Regions from separate parts of the Mus musculus genome. Here regions 1, 2 and 4 are each linked to region 3. The links are chromatin contacts, called in public promoter capture Hi-C maps. All regions are on one chromosome and are shown on one strand. Each heading gives the region's core, a stretch centred on a gene start, on an enhancer-like site or on the middle of the called end of the contact. The rest is flanking DNA. Distances are from core to core; before and after follow the strand shown.

What was found. Promoter capture Hi-C pulls out the DNA fragments that hold promoters and counts their contacts.
Region 1: a promoter capture Hi-C map of pre-B cells shows a contact between it and region 3. The contact joins the enhancer-like site here to the promoter of Ppwd1 in region 3. A contact is called at or near these places in 4 of 39 promoter capture datasets (the C10 cell line, embryonic stem cells, hippocampal neurons and 1 more), 2 of 115 datasets of contacts at active chromatin or transcription factors (embryonic stem cells and pro-B cells) and 1 of 9 other capture datasets (adipose tissue).
Region 2: a contact with region 3 is called in a promoter capture Hi-C map of hippocampal neurons, with 6 times the contacts expected there. The contact joins the promoter of Ipo11-lrrc70 here to the promoter of Ppwd1 in region 3. A contact is called at or near these places in 9 of 39 promoter capture datasets (the 3T3-L1 cell line, 3T3-L1-derived adipocytes, cranial neural crest and 5 more), 1 of 484 Hi-C or Micro-C datasets (CD4 T cells), 2 of 115 datasets of contacts at active chromatin or transcription factors (astrocytes and embryonic stem cells) and 2 of 9 other capture datasets (adipose tissue and embryonic stem cells).
Region 4: a contact with region 3 is called in a promoter capture Hi-C map of pre-B cells, with 6 times the contacts expected there. The contact joins the promoter of 3830408C21Rik here to the promoter of Ppwd1 in region 3. A contact is called at or near these places in 4 of 39 promoter capture datasets (embryonic stem cells, liver, pre-B cells and 1 more), 2 of 484 Hi-C or Micro-C datasets (B cells and muscle stem cells), 3 of 115 datasets of contacts at active chromatin or transcription factors (astrocytes, embryonic stem cells and large pre-B cells) and 2 of 9 other capture datasets (adipose tissue and liver).

What each region holds. Positions count from the first base shown.
Region 1 is chr13:106,811,321-106,816,723 of GRCm38.p6, forward strand. Ipo11 (importin 11) reads right to left here. Exons shown (of 30, transcript NM_029665.4): 29 at 888-972. Ipo11-lrrc70 (Ipo11-lrrc70 readthrough) reads right to left here. Exons shown (of 4, transcript NR_165805.1): 3 at 888-972. Among named protein-coding and RNA genes, the nearest start is that of Ipo11-lrrc70, 22 kb to the right of the region's middle. Within about 2 kb of position 2,386, at least 87 of the 459 cell types and tissues checked have an H3K27ac peak or open chromatin away from gene starts, as enhancers often do. A contact at or near this core is called in adipose tissue and pre-B cells, where this site is marked.
Region 2 is chr13:106,832,441-106,837,891 of GRCm38.p6, forward strand. It overlaps Ipo11-lrrc70 (Ipo11-lrrc70 readthrough), which reads right to left and starts at 3,862. Exons shown (of 4, transcript NR_165805.1): 1 at 3,772-3,862. The region is part of intron 27 of Ipo11 (importin 11); the gene reads right to left. Lrrc70 (leucine rich repeat containing 70) reads right to left here and starts at 3,862. Exons shown (of 2, transcript NM_001378597.1): 1 at 3,772-3,862; 2 at 1,279-2,396. The coding sequence starts at 2,124. The coding sequence ends at 1,549.
Region 3 is chr13:104,225,040-104,230,369 of GRCm38.p6, forward strand. Ppwd1 (peptidylprolyl isomerase domain and WD repeat containing 1) reads right to left here and starts at 3,805. Exons shown (of 11, transcript NM_172807.4): 1 at 3,567-3,805; 2 at 311-413. The coding sequence starts at 3,762. Cenpk (centromere protein K) reads left to right here and starts at 3,927. Exons shown (of 10, transcript NM_001377093.1): 1 at 3,927-3,963.
Region 4 is chr13:107,019,180-107,024,830 of GRCm38.p6, forward strand. It overlaps 3830408C21Rik (RIKEN cDNA 3830408C21 gene), which reads left to right and starts at 3,391. Exons shown (of 4, transcript NR_015471.1): 1 at 3,391-4,803. It overlaps Kif2a (kinesin family member 2A), which reads right to left and starts at 3,176. Exons shown (of 21, transcript NM_001374727.1): 1 at 2,833-3,176. The coding sequence starts at 2,896.

The DNA of each region.
Region 1 (5,403 bases), core at 1,136-3,635, 2.6 Mb after region 3:
TGAAATCATGATTAGCGCACTTAAAACAACAGTCGGCCTGCCTTGGTCCCGAGGGTGTTACATGCGCACTTGTGTGCTCCTGGGGTGGGTGACATTGCTGCTGTCATTTCGCAAGAGAGGAAGGCAGCGCAGTGAAGCCAGGAGAGCAGAAGAGGCTCCCAAAGCTCACTGTGTCTATTCACTCTCCTGGGCAGAGTACGTATTAAACACTGTACATAAACTTCAAGGCAATGCACTTCACAAGTTCTTAGCTTCCAGCTCTTTATTCTTATCAGATTCTTATGCAAGACCTAACGGCTAGCAGGCAGGGCATTTTATAATGCCTTGTGATACAGATCATAGAAGGATCATTATAAAGCTAATAATATAACAAGGAAACAATAAGAAATAAAGAAAGAATAAGAAAACAATCCACTATGTCTCCTCAAAAGTTTTATTTTTGTTTTCTTTTCTTTTTTTTAAACTTAAATAAACTTGTTGAGTCCTGTATTTTTGGTTTTTTTTTAATAATGATTTATTTATTTATTATGTATACAGCATTCTGGCTGCATGTATGCCTGTAGGCCAGGATATTATTATAGATGTTATTACATATCATTATAGGTGATTATGAGCCACCATGTGGTTGCTGGGAATTGAACTTCGATGAGCAGCCAGTGCTCTTAACCATCTCTCCAGCCTGTTTGTTTGTTTTTTGTTTTTTGTTTTTTTGAGCAAAACTTCTGCTTTTCTCAGACTGGATCAGCTATCTCAGAATGATTTCCTAACCAAGGAGTAAAGCTCAGATACTTAACTTCTTCAACAAGGGATGAATGGCAGATATACAGGCGAACAGACCAACATTCCATATAGCAGCATGGTGATCACTGGTCATGCTTGTAACTTACCATCTTTTTCCTCTTGTCTTGTTCTGTGGGTGGCTCTTCATCTTCTGTTACTTTCGGTTCCTCGTGTTGAGACATCAACATACAACTACAATTGAAAATAAGCACCATAGTTTAAGTAAAAATGCCTGCACCATACTAATGCAACTCCTCAAAATTACTGAGAACATGCATGCTTCTCTCTAACAAAGGGGAGTCGATTAGATAAATGAGTAAGATTTATACTTTTTAAAGGTTTTGGTTGTGTTTTGTTTTTAGGTTGGGGAGCTGACTCGGTTAAGGATATCTGCTACGTAGCACAAGGACTTGAGTTCGATCCCTGAATCTATGTAAAAAAAGCTGGGCGCAGCAGCAGCAGCAGCACACTCCTAAACCCAGCACTAGCGAGGCAGGGCGGAGGCAGGACTGAAGCATCACTGGGCTTGCTAGCCAGTGGGGTAGCAGGACTGCTGAGCTCTAGGCTCAGAGAGAGAGAGACACTGTATCAAAACCTGAGGTGGGAATCTTAAGGAAGACACTCACCATTGGTCTCTTGCTTCCACACCACATACACCAGAAACACATATACACCAGAAAGGCTTTCTTAGTAGTATATTTTACAAACTCCCCATTTTAAAATAGGCCACAGCAAAGGGAATGTGGAACACTTAACTTGGGCATTTGATACAGTGAATTATAACTTATGAGAACAAGGCAGGAAGATCAGTATCCCAAGATTAACTTGAGCTACTTAAGGGAGGGAAAATATAAACACATGATAAATTTTTAAAAGGTTCTTTCTAGGAAGCTTTTGAATCAACTATCAGTCAAAAGACAATTTATATCTTTCTTTAAAAAACAAAACAAGACAAACCAACAAACCATCAAGAATTACGCTGAAGCCACCTCCCCTAAGCTCCTGTGCATCCATCTGTGACTATACATGCAGTGACGTTAACAGAGCATCGTCAAACCACTGATTACCCAACGATCCACTGCATGCTCCAAATGAAATTTCTCCACTATGAGGAACTTGTCCCCAGTGGCACCCATGGCTCCAGGACAGTTAGAAATCATTTCATTTTGATTATCTGCACCACTGCTCTCAAACATTAGCAGAGGAAATAGAAGCATAGCTTCCTGCGCCTCCAACACTCATTATAGGGAGACAAGAAATGAATGCCGTCTGGCGAATCACCATCAGTGGAACAAACCCGCAGCTTCCTAATTTTGAAAAGGAGAACTCAGAAACTTGTCAGAGCTTTACGGTTCTAACCAACAGACTGCGGCAGAGAGGATTTGGTTTCTCTTAATGTTTTACACCAAATTGAGGGGAAGGACAGTACCAAAGTCAACTATTCAAAAATTAATTTAGGATTGAGGCCAACTGCTAGTATCAGAAATGTACCAGGCTCCCTGTCACAGCAGACCTGGGTGTCCTTCCCCGCCATTAGCAACAACAGCTTCTGGGAACCCTGCACCTTTCCCAGTCACTCCTGAAAACAAGGAAGCTGGGCCTCCAACTCACTCACTGCCTGTCTTTCTGAGTCGCAGTGCTTGGGTCTGCTGAGATGATACAGCACAGGCAATGCTCAAGCACCCGGGCAGGAACGGAGAGGTCAGAAGGGAGTCTGGATCCCTGGCTGAAATTCAGAACTGAGTAAGATGGCTCCATCTATGGCCACTTTATGCCAACTAGATTTTAATTCAACTGCAACACATACTGGTCTTTATGCAAGCCCCTCTCCCTCTTTCCTTTGGTCTCAAATTCTTCTGCACCACAAAACAAACAAAACATGTTGGCTTGCTGCTGCTGCTGCTTCTCCTTTCCTTCTTCATCTTCTTCTTTGTTAAGATTTACTTTTGCCTAGTAGTGATTATGCACGACTTTAATCCCAGCACTCAGGAGACAGAAGTAGGCAGATCTCTGAGTTTGAAGCCAGCCTGGTTTACAGTGAATTCCAGGACAGCCAAGACTACATAGAGAAACCCTGTCTCAAGAAACAAAACAAAGCAAAAAAGAGAAAGAGACTAATTTTTTATTTGTGAGTCTATGCCACATGAATACAGTGCCTGTGATGCCCAATACCCCTGCAGCTGGAGTTACATGCAGTTGTGAGCTGCCTAATCTGGGTGCTTAGAACTGAACTCAAGTCCTCTGGAAGAACAGCAAGTGCTCTTAACCACAGAGCCATCATTTCAGGTCTGCTACTTACATAGTAAAAATGTTCTGCCCTGCCTTCATTGATGCCAAAGGATTTAGCACAATGAAGAATCTGGTGTGTGTGTGTGTGTGTGTGTGTGTGTGTGTGTGTGTGTGTGTGTGTGTGTGAGGGGGGGGGTTATCTAAGGCTGGTTTTGTGTGTCAACTTGACACAAGCTAGAGTTATCACAGAGAAAGGAGCCTCAGTTGAGGAAATGCCTCCATGAGATCCAGCTGTAGGGCATTTTCTCAAGTAGTGATAAATGGGGAAGGACCCAGCCCACTGTGGGTGATACCATCCCTAGTCTGGTGGTCTTGGGTTATATAAAAAAGCAGGCTGAACAAGCCATGGAAAGTAAGCCAGTAAGCGCACCCTCCATGGCCTCTGTATCAGCTCCCGCCTCCAGGTTCCATCTCTGCTTGAGCTCAGGTCCTGACTTCCTCCAACAAAGTCTTATGGTCTGGAAGCGTAAGCTGAATAAACCCTTTCCTCCCTAACTTTCTTGGTGGCCATGGTGTTTCTTTGAAGCAATAAATCCCCGACTAAGATCTTCTCTTCTCTTCTCTTTTTTCCTTTCTCTCCTTTCTTCCTCTTTCTTTCTTTCCTCCCCTTCTTCCTTCCCTCATTACCTCCCTCCCTCCCTCCCTCCCTTCCTTTCATGACCAAAAACTACCTAAAGAACAATTATACTCATTCACGTCTGTGAAAGCTGTAAAACTATACCTTGTTTTTCTGACTCAGGATGGACTATGTATGTTCAATGTACCATTGAGCTATATATTACAAAAAACAAAACACCAAAAAATTGTTACTGAAAAGCATAAAGTTGAAACTATCTTCTGAAGCTCCAACTGAAAGTAAAATTTCATTTTGTTAACAAAGATTAAAGGCAAGCTGTCACACTTTAATTGGAATGCACAAGATGAGATTTCTAATAAGCAAAAACATATGGAGGCTTTTAATCTAATAATAGTTATAGTCATAAAATACTATCAATAATCATTTAAAATAACAACTCTCTTGTGAATACATCCAGCCACTCCTCCATTACACACCTGAGCAGAAATTACTGAGTATCTCCAGGCACTAGGATGCTAAATTACAATCTTTCTCAACAAAAAACTCAAAAATGTCAAACCCAACAGACAAATGTTGGTAAGAAACATCAATTCTTTAAGTGTTCTCTGCCCTAAGTCACCTGTTATTTTTTCAGTGAGAAAGGAATGGCTTTACAAACATATATTAAGTGTCCTTTAAACTTTTCCTAGCCTAAATGAACTTTTCCGTATTTCAGTGTACCAAATTTAGATGCTTCAAATTTGACCCAGGGGAACAGTATGAAGAAAATGGCCTTGAGTTCAAGGCAGGAAACCTGGAGAAGGGAAGTAGAGACCATGGAGGGGCACTGCTCACTGCCTTTCTCCCCAGGATCTCTCAGCTTGCTTTCTTACACAGCCCAGGGCCACCTGCCTGGGGTGGCACTACACCCTGTAGTTTAGGCCATCCTACAACAACAATCATTAATTAAGAAAATATTACAGAGACTTGCCTACAGGGCAATCGGAATAGGGCATTTTCTCAATTGTAGATCTCCCTTCCCAAATGACCCTCACTTGTGTCAAGGTCACAAAAAACTAATCAGCACAAATTACGTAAAACTGAACTGGAAATATTAAAAATGGCCACTGCACATCATCATCCTCCTCCCTTTCATTTAGTTTTGCTGCAGTACTGGAGATGGAACTCAGAGCTGCAGGCATGCTAGGAAGAGCTAACCACTGAGCATCGCCTCACCCTCCATCCCTATCAGAACGGAAGCCACCGGGCGGGCTTCACTGCTTCCCGGCCAGCATACCCTTCTGAAATGGCTAGCCCCAGGTCCAGCCAGCACTCAACAATACAAATCATGGCAGTCCTATTCGCCTAGGCAATGATGGCTCATTAAGGGGCATGTTTATGGAACTCTGCTCAAGCAGATAAAAGGGACAAATGCTTTGAAATGGTTTCTAGAAGAAGTTGACTTCAATCTTTAGGAAAGACACGGAGGAGAGTGTCTGACACTAGCACTGTCATGTGACCCTGGAGCTACTTTGTACCCATGCAGAAAACAGCCTGCAGATTAGGCCGGTGTGCTGAGGGATAAAGTAGAGAGAACCTGGGTCTGTGGTGCTGTTTGCCAAGCCACATTAGTTGATGCTGAAGCCACTCTCCTAGGAACAACATACTGCTGCCAGAGGGAGCCAAGACCTATTGTTAAAGCTGGGAGTTCTGTTACAGTCCCTTATATAAATACCTTATGAAAGCTCAAAAACTTCCATTTCCTTCTCCTACTAAAG
Region 2 (5,451 bases), core at 2,612-5,111, 2.6 Mb after region 3:
ATAAAGTATAAAAATTGGATCAAGAGGAAGAACAAACGTAGCTGATCATCTACTTGTGGTTCAGGATAAACTATCACAAACATTTATTATTTGTTTATTAAACTATTGCTTAATATTATTTGCATCTAACTTCAAACGTGTACTAATATAGAAAATCACTGCATTACTTGATTTCCTCTAATAAATATCTATATTAAAGCGTCTAAACACTCGAGTCCCAATCTTCCTTGCTTAGTTGTCTTGGCAGCAAGTGGCTTGGTTTGTTTTTACTTTCAATGGTTAGATGGTAAGTGAGCTTTCCCAGATAAACCCTGATCCTGAGCTGCTGCTTGCCAGGTATGCATACAGGGATATCAACTCTACAGGAACCTGAAATCCTACTCATTCAAAACTGAGCCTCTTGGCCCACCCGCCTCAACATCATCCCTTAGCTTCCAGAATGGAGTACAGAATTGCCTACGGCAAAAGCGGGACATCTTTTAGCTCCCCTCAATCAATTACCAAAACAGGTCATCAGACTGGCAGAGTAACTTTCTATCCATCCTGCCCACTACTACACTGGCATCTCTCACCAGTTAATAGTTCTGCTTCTTAATGTTGTTCCTTCCACAAAGAGTGAATTTTTTCTATAAGAGGGTGAATTCCATAGTATCTCTCCAGTGGATAAATTTCTCAAGGGCTCCCAGTGGCCCTCAGAATAAAGCATGAAATTATAATAGCCTTTAATCATTGACCTATCTATATAGATGCAAATCTTGTCAGGACTTTAGGTCCTGAAAAGCAGTATTCTTTCTTGTTCATTCATCTTTCTAACATGGTACCCTTTCTGACAGCTCTCTTTACTGGGTTAATCTGTTTGCTGATAAAGTGTATTTGTTGTGGCTGCTGCTCTGTCTTGGTTTTGGCTCATGGCCTTACTATATAACCCTGGCAGGCCTAGAACTCACACAATCTGCTTGCCTCTGCCTCTTGAGCACCAAGAGGTGTGTCTATGCACAGAATGATAGTTTTAATGCTTATTTTTTTCATAAAGTTACCCTTCATCACCACATATTCAAAAGTGCTTCCGAGAACAGCACTTAGCATACTGCATACTAATCGTGGGTCTTCTTCTGGGTTTGAGTTCTAGCAAGACTAGGAACCACATCTAGTTTTTCAATACTGTAATCTTAGTGCCTAGGCAGCACCAAAGCATAAAATTAAAGCTTCGGCTCAAGTCAGAGCTAAAACACACCGTAAGTCATGAGGATTCTGAAAAATTAGTTAAACTCTCTCCCATTTTTCCTTATGTGTAATTTAATATAGATATTACAACCTTACAAGACTTTAGAGATAAACATGATTTGTGGCATATTTAACATGATGTTAGTACCCAGAAAGTTGGCTACTTATCTTGGTACAGTATCAAAGAAAATATATGCAGAACGAATACACTTTATTCAAATTATTTATAAACACTTGAACAATCCTAACATAATTCTATGAGAAGGATTAAATTTTATGGCCACATGGCACTACGGAGTTTTTTATAGTCAATATTTAGTTGAGTCATAAAGCAGAATGTTCAAAGAGAATGACTTGTGCCCCATTTTCAGGAACAATTTGTTTATCAAGTCCAATCTGCTGCAAGCCAGAACTTTCCAGAGAATCCGGGGAGGTGTTACAAACCGAGGCAGTTACATTGTACCTTGCTGACTGATAAAAGCTGTAATACTCGAGTCTATTTTCCACTGAGTCTTCTAGAGCCTTTAGTTTTTGTTTAAACTGAATAACTTTGTAGATCAAAATAATGATTAAAACACAAGCTAAGATGAAAAAAGCTAGCAAAAAGTCAAAGGCCTCATTCAACTTCTCAACTTCTTGTGTACAAATGAGAGATGCTTTTCCTGACACAGAAGAGGCATCAATTGGTAGAGCAGTGTTTTTTTCCGAGGTCAAGGTAACAGAAGTGAGCTGTGTCTGCGCAGACACAACTGCGGTCGTCTCCAGTGCATTAGCAAGTGTACTCTCTTGAAAAGGTCTACTGGCCGGGGAAGCTCGGGCCGGTTCCCAGACGCGACTGCTCTCCGCCACAGGGCTTTCCAACGGGTTCCCACTTGTGCTTACTTTATGCCAGGCCATCATTAGTGCAGTGGTCGTGTGATGAATAGAAGAGATTTTACAGCCCAAGTTCTGGATATATTGGTCCAAGGTAAAGGCAATTTGTAATGTTAGTCCATTTAATATAACATAATGTTCTGCCACACATAGATATGGGATTCTGATAACAGATGTTTACAGCAAGGGCTGACGAGGCTAGCCACTCTTGAAGACCCAAAAGTTTGTATTCTCAAAATTGGAATTTGCCTGAAGAGGAGTCAATGAAGACAATGGCTTAGGGACCCTTGGATGTAATTCTGTAAGATTATTAAATGACAGATTAAGGATCTTCAAGATGCTCCCAGAGGTTCAAATGTATTATTATCTATGTTAAGATGCTTGTTTCTAATTTACAATAAATTGCTTAACAAGCTAAATGTATCAGGTTTACAATTTCTAAAATAACTCTCAGTTAAAGTCAAATGTTTAAGGTTGTTAATTTTACTAAACCCAATCCTAGTGACATTTATGATCTTTACACGCTTCAGGAGGGAATAATTTACATTAATAGCTCACTGATAAATGCAAAAGGCTGTCATGATTCAAAAAGGTAACTTAAAGACAGTCTCAAGATTTGTAACAACATTTAATGTTACTTTTGTTAAGATATTACTTTCTAGATACAAAAAATGAAGAGAGATAAGACATTGAAAGTCTGAGATCTATGTCCTTAAATTTTTATTGTTCAATAAAAAGAATCTGGGAACAGAACAAGTATACCAACTATGTCTAGGACAGTGGTGAGTTCTCGGTAAGTGTAGACTTTTACACACCACCAATCAATGTCCTTAGAACAAAAGACACCCAGTTAGACCACAAATATAAACTATGAACATCTCATCACCCCTTAGGCGCTAAGCAATTTATACAACTGTTTAAAGATAGAAAATACAAATGGCTTAACTGAACAAAGCCTTTAAGATATTCATACGTGATAGTTACCCAAATAGAATTCTGGAAAAGAATTAAATAATCCAATTTCACTAACATGAAACATTATTCCCAAATCCAGAAAAACTGGACCTTTAGGAAAATTCTAAGGAATGTGAAAGGACTGGGGTAGTCTGTCTTCCATTTAGAGTTGGTAAGAATACAAATAACAATAATGATATTAAAAACAAACAAACGAACAAAAAAAAGAGCAGGTAGCAACCAGAAATAAACACAGGCAAGGAAGAGAAAATAAAAATCCACATGTAACCCAACCTAACTTCTTTTTCCACATCAGAACTGACTCCAAAGACAAAATTTTAAATTGTCAGAAAGGTCTTAAAACAAAAGTATCAAAATACTGAAACTTCAATAGTCCATTTAAAGTAGGATAAGCCAAAACCGCGTGTTAACACATATTATGGGTGACAGTATGAACTGCTAACACAGCTATGAAATCAATTCTTTAGCAAAGATAATTCAAACTCAACAAACTAAAATATGTTTGCTAAGATAAACTTTTAGAACCGACTCTGACACACATAACAAATGACGTGAGGATAACGATTTTTGGATACATGCCCCATAACCTATATGAAGCCTAACATCAAATAATAACTTAGGAAAATACGAACAGAAAAAGCAGGCTGTACTTTTCCACCAGGTTCTTTCGGCTAAACAACTGTACTTAAATAATCTTACCAAGGATACGGGACTCGTATCATCACGTGGCTTTAAGGCTTTGTTTTAACTCTGCAGAGCTCCGTTCTTTAACTCAGTTCCTCTGGGCACTGCTGACCGCCAGCACTCCACCGTTTTTTGAATTTTAAAGCCATGGCTATGCAGGAAACGCCACTCTTCACACTGGTTCCTCTACAGCCAATGTGTAAAACAGGGGTTGCCATGGATACAGGAAACTGAGAGACAGGAAGCAAGTTTATCTGTGCTTCAAAAGTATTGTTGAAAGGAAGTCTCAGGAAAGTATTTTTTTTTTCAGAACGCACTCAGTTTTCCTAATATATACACCTAAGTAATTCCTATAACTTGAAAGAGGATTTTAAAGCCAAATGTCTGAAAACTTGAGGTATTCAAAAATCTAAATAAGAAGTCTCTAGTTATCAACAACACATATTGTCTCTGTGTTTGTGTGTGCGTGCATGCCTGCACGCGTGCGTGAAGGTCAGAATTGACACCAGTGTCCCCCTCTGTTACCCTATAACTTGCTTGTTAAGCTAGGTTCTCACAATCTGAGCTCACAGACAGTTTCTCAGACAGTTGCTACTCCCCAGAGTTAGGACCACAGCTGGATTTTGAAGGTAGGTGTTGAGGATCGGAAGCCAAGTACATTACTGACAGACATTCCCCTGCTCAATATCACAGTCACTAAATCAAAAGCACACTGAAATAGGAGTATATAAAATAAAGTGATCTTTATAAAAACATTTGAGACAGAGTCTCATTATGTAATCATGGCCAGCCTGGAACCCTCTATACATAAAAGCCAGGTTTGCCTTGAACTCATAAGAGACCTGCCTGACTCTGCCTCCTGAGTCTGTAATTAAAGGCATGTACTACCACACCAAGAATTTTTAAGCGCATTGTCCTATTTATTTTCAAATACTTACTGAAGACTTATTGATTTTTAAAAGAACATAAAGTTAGTAAATAATTTAGGATGAACAAAATATTAACACAATATTCTAATATTTTGAATTTTTAAAAATATTTTTTGTTTAGAAAATACTGATTACTATCAATTAATTGAGGAAATTAAGGCCATGCCCTGGGTTGGAAAGTAACATAAACTCCCTTACCAAATTATTAACAGAGTTTATCCCTGGATAAAAAGTTAGGGAGAAGAGACTGGGGAGATGACTGGGTAGGTAAGATGCTTACTATGCAAGCATCAACACTTGAGCTCAGACCACCAGCACCCATGTCAAAAAAGCTGATGTGGTTCCATATACTCAGACCCCAGCATTGGGACGGCAGAGACAGGAGGGGATCCCGAGGTCTGCTGGACAGCATCCTACCTAAATCAGCAAGAGACTCTATCTTGAAAAAAAAGATGAACTCTGGTTTTCAAACACATGTGCAAATGTACACCACACACACACACCAATGTGTTTACATATGACACATGAGGGGGGGGAGGGAGGGAGGGGGGAGGGAGGGAATGAGTTGCGGAAGAGTAAAAGTAGATGTTCCTGAATTACTTTTTACTCTATATGAATGTCTGAATTAATTTGAATACTTTGGCATGAAAAGTAATCTGAATATAACGTAATTTTTTATTTAAATAAAGATTTAGGAGCCAGGCAGCCCGCTCAGAAGGTAAAGCTCTTGGCATACAAGCCTGGTGACCTGAGTTGGACCCCAGCA
Region 3 (5,330 bases), core at 2,555-5,054:
TCTGTAAGTCCACTCATAATTAAGCTTTAGATTTTTTTCTGAGAATGTATACTATGATATACTTGGGGCTGGAGAGGCAGCTCAGTAGTTATGAGCACCGGCTGCTGTTTCAGGGGACCTGAGTTTAATTCCTAGCACCTACATGGCAGTTTACACTTTACAAAGGTCTGTAATGCTGATTCTGAGAGATTCATTGCACTCTTTTGGCTTCTGTAGGTATCAGGCATGCAGGTGGTGCAGAAACACATTCAAAACACTCATGCGTATAAGATAAATGTAAAATGTAAAGGACAAAGTATGACACACTTACTTGGTACATACCACATGTGTGATAACATCTCTGTGCATGTAACTGCGCTCATACATGGATGCACTGGGGAGATTATCAAGGTAGACTCTTTCGAACTCCAGAACTGGGGGAGGGGGTCAAAAGTATTTTTAGTGAATGAAATTAACATGATTATTTAGAATTTTCTAAATTTTTATATTACCTTCTACATTTTAATTTCTTTCAATAAACATATGGGATACGAAAATCCAGTATTTGTTAATACCAGTTATAACTTTTATTACTTCAGAAGTTAGTATGTCAGGTTCCCTGGGATTATATAAAAACTGTTTCAAAGACTTTATGTCTGCTGCAGTGTCTGTCAGGTGTGTACAGGCAGGAACCCAATGAGGCCAGCAGAGGATGGTGAATGAATCTGAAATAGAATTCCAGCTGGTTTATGAGCTGTTTCCTGTGGGTCCTGAGAACCAAATGTAGGTGTTTTGCAGGATCAGCAAGTCTTCTCACAACTGAGCTTCTAGCTCCTGGTTCAAAGTTTTTGATAACTGTGAATGGTTCTGGCTTAATATGAATGTGTAAAGAAATATAAAGCTTTACGGAAATGATTTCTATAACCATATAGAAACTAGTAGTAAGTGTTAATGTAACAAAAGCTGACAGCTATTTGTAAGATGTATGTTTAAAGACATTATTCCTCTATTAAAGAGTCAGTATAAAGACCTGAAACATAAAAACAAACAAAACACTTAGCTGTTTATAGTTGAGAAAATCCTAGCAAATCTACTTGAGTGCCTTTCAGATAGTTTTCTAAAGTATAACACCTAGAAAAATGGAAAATCGATGATCATCAAAAAAAAAATCTTAATTTTATGATGAGCCATGATCAATTTTTAGAAAATGCACTGTTTCCAAATAAAAAGATCAAACTTGCCTATATAAAGCTAGCAAATTAAACATGACCAACTATTAGGTTCTTGTTACTGCTATGTGGCACACTCAAAATTATGTATGACAAATTGCTTTTCAAATTTTTTTTAGTAACAGAATCCCCATTTTTATGTGTGCCTAGTAAAATTTTCTTAAAATGGCCTTTCTTGGGTTCTTGTAGTAACTGTATAGTAAGGGTTAGGATTAGCATTTTGTGATAATATACGTATATGTATATAAACACACACACATATATACATACACATTCTTAAAAAGTTTTCCTTTCTTCCCTTCTTCAGTTTTTCAGCTTGGAGCTAGGTATTAATTAGGATTACAGCATTAATTCTAAGAGCCCAGGACAATGAAAATGAGGGCCATATACCAGTCATCTTAGGGCAGGACGTGCCTAGGAACATTGGAGTCACACCAATCCTGGGCTGCTTATTTCATAAAAGTGGTACTCCAGTATCTTTTTAATGCTGTTGTTTATTGGAATTTTCTGTAGTGAATATTTTCCTATATTCCAGATTGCTTTTGTTGTTCACTAATTCATTTAAATATATTCAAGGGAACATGCACAGAAAGAAGAGAAAGACATAATTATTTTCCTTAGGAAATAGTTTATTTTAAGACAGGCAAGATGGCTCCGAGTAACAATGCTTGCCTCTGGCAACCTGAGTTCAATCTTTGGAATCCACACAAAGGTGGATGTAGAGAACCAACTCTACAAGGTGACATTGTCCTCTGCCCTCCACTCTTGTACTAAGTATAAGCGTTCCCACCTCTCTGGTCCCACCAACACATAATATACCTGACACCCACATAGTATACATGCCTGCAAAACACCCTTACACATAAAATAATAGTAATAATAATAATAAATGTTTAAAAAATAGCTTAACTCAAAGTACTATAAAACAACCATATATCATTGTGAACATATACACACAAAAGTCTAATCTTGCCTACATTTCCAAAAATTTTAAATCACTAAGCACCTGTCATCCTCCCTCAAACTCAAACTCCATTGGTTGGCTTAAAAAAAAAATCTGGCTAAGGGAAAAGATTTTTCACATGATATACCTATTCCTGTCCCAACTCTATTGTTCATAAGACACTTGTTTCCTATGTCAGCATTTCAAAGTTTGGTTTTTCTTTTTCATTTTGTTTCGTTTTCCTTCCTAAATTATCCTTCCATTCTTTCCACCTAAGCAGTTCTTGTAGTAATATTTAGGTGAAATAATAACAGCACAAATGTTATAAAATATTCATTTAAACTTGTATGCAAAACACTGTATTGAAGTGTTGGAGCCGAAAGTACAAGATCCTTGTTCTTACATGATTAGGCTAGTAGTGTTCAGGAAGTCACATGAGTAAACACACAACTACAAAAAGTAGTAAGTGCCTCGAAGGCAAAAGCAGGATTGGGCAGAAAAAGTAAGGAGCTAACTAAAGGGTGTCACTATCCAATGTTCAAAAAGCACTGACCTAAAACCTAGACCTGTTAAAAAGCTAGCATGGTTAAAGGAGAGAAATGACTCCAGATAGAGACACTTCACAGTATCTGGACAGGAACGTAGAGGAGCCCTTGCTCAAGGACAAGGTAGGGTTTTGAGAATGGACAGAATTGGGAGTCCTGCTTGGGGAAATAAAGAGAGACAAACTGCCTCATAATCCATGTTAAGGTGTTTGGGCTTTGTTCTGAAAATAAAAGATTTTTAAATAGTTCCACAGTCAGAATTGAGATTAACGCGTGAGCGAACGAACACACACACACACACAACCCTAAGACATTTATGAAAAAGTTCCTAGAACAGTCTTTAAAACAGTAAATATTATCTCTTTACCAAACTTTAATATTATAAAATCTTGTTATTATTCACGTTAGTGGCAAAACTTTACTATATTGTCTCGAGTATGGCTTCATATCCAGCTAGCTTAAGCAACTTCCCCTGAGTTTGAAAATTCATTACTAGACGAGTCAGGGTTGAAAGCTTAAGTGTTTATGATTCTGAGAGCTCCTTCCCACACCTGCTCAATCAATATTAGGAATTCCAACTTCACACAGCAGCTATGAGGTCAAAAAAAGCATCCAAACACAGAAATACAGACAAGCACTAGTTTGTATCATCTCTGACAGTCAGGAATCAACGGTGTTCCTTTTTTTTTTTTTTTTTTTAACACGCCATACTAACACCAATTCACTCTTTAGGGAGGAAATGCAGTGAAGATCGTCCGTTCTAAGTGCACAAACCCACAATCTCACTCCCGCCCGTGGGCGTGCTTGAGATCAACCCTCCCACTCGGCCGGAGTAGCCGTCCAGCTTGCTCGCGGGCTCTCCGCTGCTACCTTTCCTCTTCTTGGCAAGGGTTGCCTCCACCGGTAAAGGCCCGACCCAGCGCTCTTCATTCTCATCATCATTTTCTTCGCTCCCCGCCACTGCCAGGGCCGGTTCTCGCTCGCTCAGTTCCGTTTTTTCTGATCCCTCTGGGTCTCGGCGCCTTCTCCTCCTCAGCTGCGAATCGCTCCCACTCTCGGTCGCCATGTCGTCCGAGGCGTTAGAAGAGACGCGACGACCGAGTGAACTAGGTTTCCCCGAGCCGCGGCGCAGCTTTTGTCCGTCAGCTGCCGGAAGCGCTTTTTGATTGGCTGCGGTGGGCGCAGCTGGTCCAATCAGCGAGCAGCGCGCGTAAACAGCGCGGCTTGGCTGTGTTGACGAGAGCGCTGAGGAGGCCGGAGGACTGAAGTGAGTTGAAACCGGCTCTGACTGGCAAAGGCCCCAGTTTTCTGTCAAGGAGGATGGCAGCTCGCGGGTTTGGGGGACCCAGGTACCCCCTAGATCGGACGCTTACGCCTTACGAACTGGAGGTCTCGCGCTTCTCGGCCTCTCGGGCCAATGCTGTTCTAGAACCTACCTGTTTTTTCCCGAAAAAGCCGAGGGGCGGGGTTGGAAGGAACTTTTTGTTAAAAAGAATGAAGTAGATTTCTATCAGCTAAACTATATATTGAAATTACTGTAATTTATAAGGTGGCCTCCCATTTAGAATATTCTTTTTGACTTGGAATGTGTATGTATGTGACGCGAGAAATTCACGAAGGGCCTGCGTGTTACGTTCCCGCGTCTCCACCTGCCTGCTCTATGTTTGACGATTAGCATATAGTCTATGAGCCTTTGCTATTTCTGGATCTTTATATTTCTGTATAGGTCTAGAATTTCCTCATCAAGTGCGACAGAGTTTTTGTCGCCTTTAAGATGTTAATTAAGATAAAAGAGGACAATTTGGGGGGAGTTGACATCTTCGCGTTATTGACACCTTTAACCTAGGAGCATGCTACCGTGTTCTGTCTATTCCAACAACAAAGCTGCATCCTGTACCACTTCTCCGTTGGTAATTTACAGGTTAAGCAATTTAAGACTTAAAAATTCCTTATGAGTAAAAAAATACATTGGGGCGGTGTTTATTCTGATTTACATCTGATGTTGTAAACTACAGGTCCTCTCTACATCCTTAAAATTACCTAACTGTACCTCATGATACACTATCATCTTTACAACAGCCATCTAGTAACCTTGCCCTGGATGACTATATTCATTAATATGCTATCTTTTGTTGTTTTAATTGGGCCACTAGTTAGTAATTTAAAGTGGGCTACTATCCAAAGTTGCTTTATATTCTTTGAGTTTTCTTAAAGACAAAAACAAAAAACAAAAAAAACCAACATTCTGTAACCTTTCCCCCTCTCCTCTTAAAATTTTGTTTGTAAACCTTATAGCCTTTATGTGATAAGCTATTTCTCTGAACCCTGACCCCTTCTGAGATAGGATTTTTCTTTTATGTCCTGACTGTCCTTGAAAGGACAGAGATTCGAATGCCTCTGCTTCTGCTTCCCAAGTGCTGGGATTAAAGGCAGGGGTCACACCACCTGGCTGTATCTGCTCTTAAAATTCAAATTCCTTGATACTTCCTCACAGTGGATCACCTTAGGTTCCATTTCACTTAGTTGGAAGAAGTAATTCAAACACACCTTCCACAAGCTCTTACCAATACATCTCCTCACCTACCTGAATTTTGCACTCTTGTTTTTCTACTGACTCTCCTGTTACAATGGAAC
Region 4 (5,651 bases), core at 2,141-4,640, 2.8 Mb after region 3:
CACCATCAATGTCCTGGAGACTGAACTCAGATCATCAGGCTGAGTCTTTTCACCAGCCCTAAACAAAGTTTGAAAACAAAACATCCAATAATGAGCAATGAACTCACCTGTCACCCACATGTGTGTGGGGGGTTATGCAGATGTATTGAAGCAATTCCTAACGCCATTAAGCATCGTAATCCTGTAACATCCTGGCTGTGGTTGGAGTGAGAGTGGATATCTTCACATGCCTCCACTGCCCTCTCTATCCCAGTGGTTCTCAACCTTCCTAAGGCTGCAACCCTTTAGTATATGTCTTCATGGTGTGGTGCCCCCCCCAACCATAAAATTACTTCATTGCTCCTTCGTAACTGTAATCTTGCTACTGTTATGAGTCACAATGTAAATATCTGATCTGTAACCCCCACAGGCTGAGGACCACTGCTCTCCAGTGAATGTCTACTTTAGTCATATCGTTTGAAAACATAAAGCAGTCCAGTTCTGAGTATCAATGCTTAAGGAAATATGCTGTCTCATGGATGAGACAGCAGGACTTAGGAATGCAGAAACCCACTGGTAAGCTGCTTTTAATCATCAGTGAGGACTTACTGGGGTTAGAATTTTTTGAAGATCCTCAAAGATACAAATAGGCCCATTTTGGTTCATGATTTGGCCTTTGGAATCTCTTAATATATGGCTGTCACTGATAGAGAAATCAGGGACAAAGATCATACATGCAGCGCAGTATCTATTACCTGGTTAGCAGCAGGCTGAAGTGGCCCTTCTTTATTTACTCCTATGATCTGAGTTTTCAGGATATCAGTGTTTATTCAACAACTAGGTTTATTTATTTAATTTTACTTTTTACAATAACCACTAGTATTTTCTCTATCACAGATCTGTTATAGAAGGAAGGAAAACAAAAGCAGCCTCTTGAAAGTGAAAAGAAGGAGCACGTGGAAGAGTCTCATGGAGACGGAACTGAACACTTTTAATCCCAGTGATTTCCTTTGAAAGTCACCCGATTTTCAGGGCTGAGGATGTAGTTCAATCAGTGAATGCTTGATCCTGGAAACCTCACAAATTGGCAGGAAGCAGGAGCTGTTCAGGGTCCTCAGCTATAAAGCAAGTTCAAGGCCAGCCCGAGATCATAAGGTCTCCCAAACTAAGAAATTCTAAATGTTGTTTTTACAAAGTTACCTACTTTGGCTCCCTGGCATTATGTAAGTATTTACATGATGTATAAGCATTTACACTATCAGTTAGGACAATACACAATGTACACACTTACTTCCTGAGGAAAATACTTTTGAAAATACAAAGCTTTTGTGTATCACAATTTCTGCTATAGGCTGAAATTAAAGACTGAAAGAATATTATAAACCTATATCCTAGAATCACCAAAGAACCAAAATTACTTCAATGCATAATTAAAAAAATGGCATCTCAGATAAAATCACTTGACTATAGAGCTATTTTGTAATGATTTTAGTTAAGATCTTTAAGACTGTAAAGAATATACAGTTTATTATACTTCAAGTTTTGAATTAACATGTAAGTCCTATATTTGTTAACATACTGCCAACCTACATTCACCAAAAAATAAAATGGCATTAGACAGCATAATGATTGCAAGAAAGTCATCTTCAGAGAATTGATAAAGCAAACTCCAATCCAAGTAAAGAAAGTATCCCTTTTCCGTTTGGTAACTTCTAAAGCTCTACAAGTTATAATGTATTTTCTCAAAAATATATAATACACAAAATAATCCTTCCAGTTACCAAATTACTTCAGCTGCAAAGAGGGAGAGAAAAAAAAAATCACTAACCACTTCCAACACATCATAAATAACAGGAAAACCAATCTACTCATGTATACTGATGTGACTTGATCAAATTTGGTAGAAACCAAGAAATGGGTGTTTTGGCCATGCCCTTATTAATTGCGGTAAAGGATGGTGAATAGGCCACAATTAAGTAAAAGGAATTGGGTACAAGTGAGATGCAGTCAAGAATCAATTCCTAACACTAGCATTTCATTCATCCCCTTCTACTCAGTTATTTCATTTACAATATGGATGATTTTCACTTTACACTTAGAAGTGATAAAAATATTTCCCCCCTACGAGGAACCTACAGCAACATCCATAAGCAGCCTATGGGTCTTTTTTTTTAAATGAATTAAACATGTCTCTTCCCCTCGCCTTACACTTCTCTCAGTTACCTCCCCAGGGTGTGAAAATATCAACATCCGGTCGCCCACCCTCTCAGGAGTGTCTCCCGTGGACTGCGTCCATCCTCTCTCCATCCTCTCCTTCCCTTTCAGTAGCATCACCTTGGTGAAGCGTACCGAGTATTTCTTTCCCGTTACTCCCCCACCCCTTTTCATGGCCGAGTGCAGCCTTCTCTGCACTTGGATCAGCAGAAGAAAGCAGCATGCTTGGGGGAGAACAGGCAAAGAGGCCTGACAACCGGATAGCACTTAACAACAACCGGATGGCTCCCCAATGGCCTCTGGCTGCCAGTCGGGTCTCTCGGTGCCGACATCCCCGATCTTCACGCTACCACCCTTTCCACGCCACCGAGGCAGAGACCGGTAAAAGGCAGAGTAGAGGCAGCGCGAGGCACGGGCAACCCTAACGGAGTCCCCTGGGGGGAGAGGACCGCGAACCCGGGAGCGGCTCCCGCCCTGCGGCCGGGGCCCCGCACTGCAGCGGCGCCCGGGCGGACCCCACGCCCGCCTCACCCGCACAACGCCGCACACAAAAGCGCCGGGCCGCCGCCTTCCCGCCCCCACAACCCGTAGAGCAATCAAAGGGGCAGCCGGCCCGACGCGGCCAGAGGCGCGGCTCACCATCGCTGCGCTTGATCTCCACGTAAATCCCGATCTGGATCTTGCCGAAGTTGGCCGTTGCCATCACCTCATCCGGAGCGGCGGCAGGCGGGCGAAACAGGCGGGGAGGGGGCGGGGTGGCGGCGGGAGGGGCAGCGGTGGCCCGCGTCCGCGCCGGTCCGGGAGGCAGCGTGGACGCGAGCGGGGCCGCGGCGAGAGCGGCGGCGGACGAGCGGGCTGAAGCCCCGGGCCTGCGGGCGGACGGGCGGACGGGCGGGCGGACGGGCGGGCGGGCGGGCGGGCGCGCACGCCGGGCGTCCGGGTGAAGCGAGGGCCGCAGCCGTGAGGCGGCGCGGGGGAAGAGTGGGAGGGCTCGCGCCGCCCGCCCCTACGGACGCTGGAGAGGCGGGGCGCCGCGCGCCTGCGCACACCCGGCGGCCCGCGGCTTCCTGCCGTGCGCCCGCGCGCTCGGGCTGCAGGCGGCCCCGCCCAGCTCGGCTGCGGCCTGGCGGCGGGCGGGGCTGAGCCGTCCGCGGGAACGGGAACGGGAACGGGAGCGCGCGCGGCCCGGCCGGGTACGAACCCGCGCCGGGTTTGATTCCGCACGCGGCGGCCTACGAGGCGCGGGAAACGACTCGCGACGTCCTTCCAGAGCTCCCGCTCCGCGTGCACGCTGCCGCAGGAACGGGTTGAGGGCCGAGTGGGATCGAGGCTTTCGGGGCGCGGGACTGAGGGGCACTGACCGATTAAAGAACTGGCTCAGTGCATTTCTGTGGCTGTCAGATCGCATGCCACTCCGGGGCAGCCGGTCCTTGAGGAACCTTATTAAGGCCGGGGCATGCCTGGTTCAGGCTTCCCATCAATTATGGAGGGTCGAAAGGGTGTCGTCCACCCTGAGTAGGAACGAAGACCTCCCCTTGCCCTTTACTTCCCAGCTCATTGCAATTCAAAGCGAAGCCCTCCTGGGCTACCAGCGGGCCTGTCCTGCTATCCTATTGCTTCAGTAGAGCTCAAGGCTTACTTGCCCTAGTCTCTAACTCCAGCAGCTATGACTCAAAATCAGAGCAGAGACTTGAAGAACGTTGAATAATGAGCCTCTTCTGCAGTCATGTGGCTGAGCTGACTACAGCAACATGGAGAGTGCCAAGCAGAGGGGGCCAGGTAGACAAGCGTGTAAACTGAAGTGTAACCTCCACCAGCTTTGTCGTAAATTCTTTGTAGAATGACTTACTACTCTCCTCAGTTACTCCCTGCCTGCCCATTCCTGCATCTTGGTTTCTTCATCTTCCCCCATGATCTAGGATAATATGATCTCTTCTCCTTCCCCCTGATTATTTAAATCTTCCTCTCACCTCCCTACATTTTTCACTTGTTATTTACTTTTTTTTTTTTTTTTTTTTAGATAGGGTGTCATTTGACCTAAGCTGGCCTTAACCATGCTATGTAGTGAGGATAATCTTGAATGCCTTACTGGTGTGAGCCATCACTTCTAGTTTATGTGGTACTGGGGATAGAATCCAGGACTTTGTACGTGATGAGAGCATTGTGGATGAGAATGGTTCATGTGCTTGAATACTTTGTCCCCATTGTTGGAACTGTTTGGGAAGGATTAGGAAATGTGCCCTTATTAGAGAAAGGGTTTCACTAGGATCAGGCGCTGAGGTTTCAAAAGACACCATTTAGAGTTAGCTTTCTAGACCTCTTACTTGTGCATCAAGAGGTGAGCGCTCAGGTGTTGAGGCCAGCATGCCTTTGTTCCACCATCATGGACTTCAAACCTAGGAAACCATAAGCACAGTGAAACACTTTTGTTTTGTCGGTTGTCTTGGTCATGGTGCTTTATCCCAGAAAGAGAGGCAACTACAACACCAACAAGCAAGTGTTCTACCAAGTGAGCTAAACTGCTAGCCCTGAAAGCCTACTGTCTTTGTAAAACCTGCTCCACCCACTCCAGCCTAGATGACTCTTCTGCCTAGGGATTCTTGCAAAGTGGTAAGTATCACTTTGTAAATAGACATGTTTGATCTATAACTATGTATACATAGGAACTTTTCTTTTTTTTCAAAGATTTATTTGTTAATATTTATATGAGTACACTGTAGCTGTCTTCAGACACACTAGAAGAGGATAGTAGATCCCATTATAGGAGATTGTGAGTCACCACATGGTTGCTGGAATTGAACTCAGGACCTCTAGAAGAGCAGCCAGTGATTAATGCTCTTAATCGCTGGGTCTTGCGCGCGCTCGACTGGCCAGGAAGAACGACGCTGCAACAGGATCCTTCTGCACAAGTTTATTGGGAGAGCTTGATTGTAGAGGCGAAGAGACCCCGAGCCCAGAACTGGTGCTGCTTTTATAGGCCTAGGAGAGGCGTGTCTCACACCCGGATTGGTTATGCACTACGCCTCATTTGCATGTTCCTTATCTGATTGGCTACTCTCTCTCTCTGTACCTCACAGAGCCTCATTATCATACCTCATTTGCATGTCTCACATCTGATTGGTTACTCTCTCAGTACCTTACAGAACCTCATTATCATACCTCATTTGCATGTCTCACATCTGATTGGTTATACTCTCAGTACCTTACAGAACCTCATTATCATGCCCGGGCCAGGCAGTGTCTTTGCAAAAAACTTTACTGCATATGTACACATTGGTTGTTTGTCCAAACTTATGCGTGGTGGCCAGCAGTAGTCAGTGCCACTCTGCAACGGCACATGTGGCTTCCCACAACTGGGCCTCTCTCCAACCCTTCCTCATCACCTCCTCCTCTCTCTGTCTCTGTCTCTGTCTCTGTCTCTTTCTCTGTCTGTCTGTCTGTCTCTCTCTCTCTTTCTC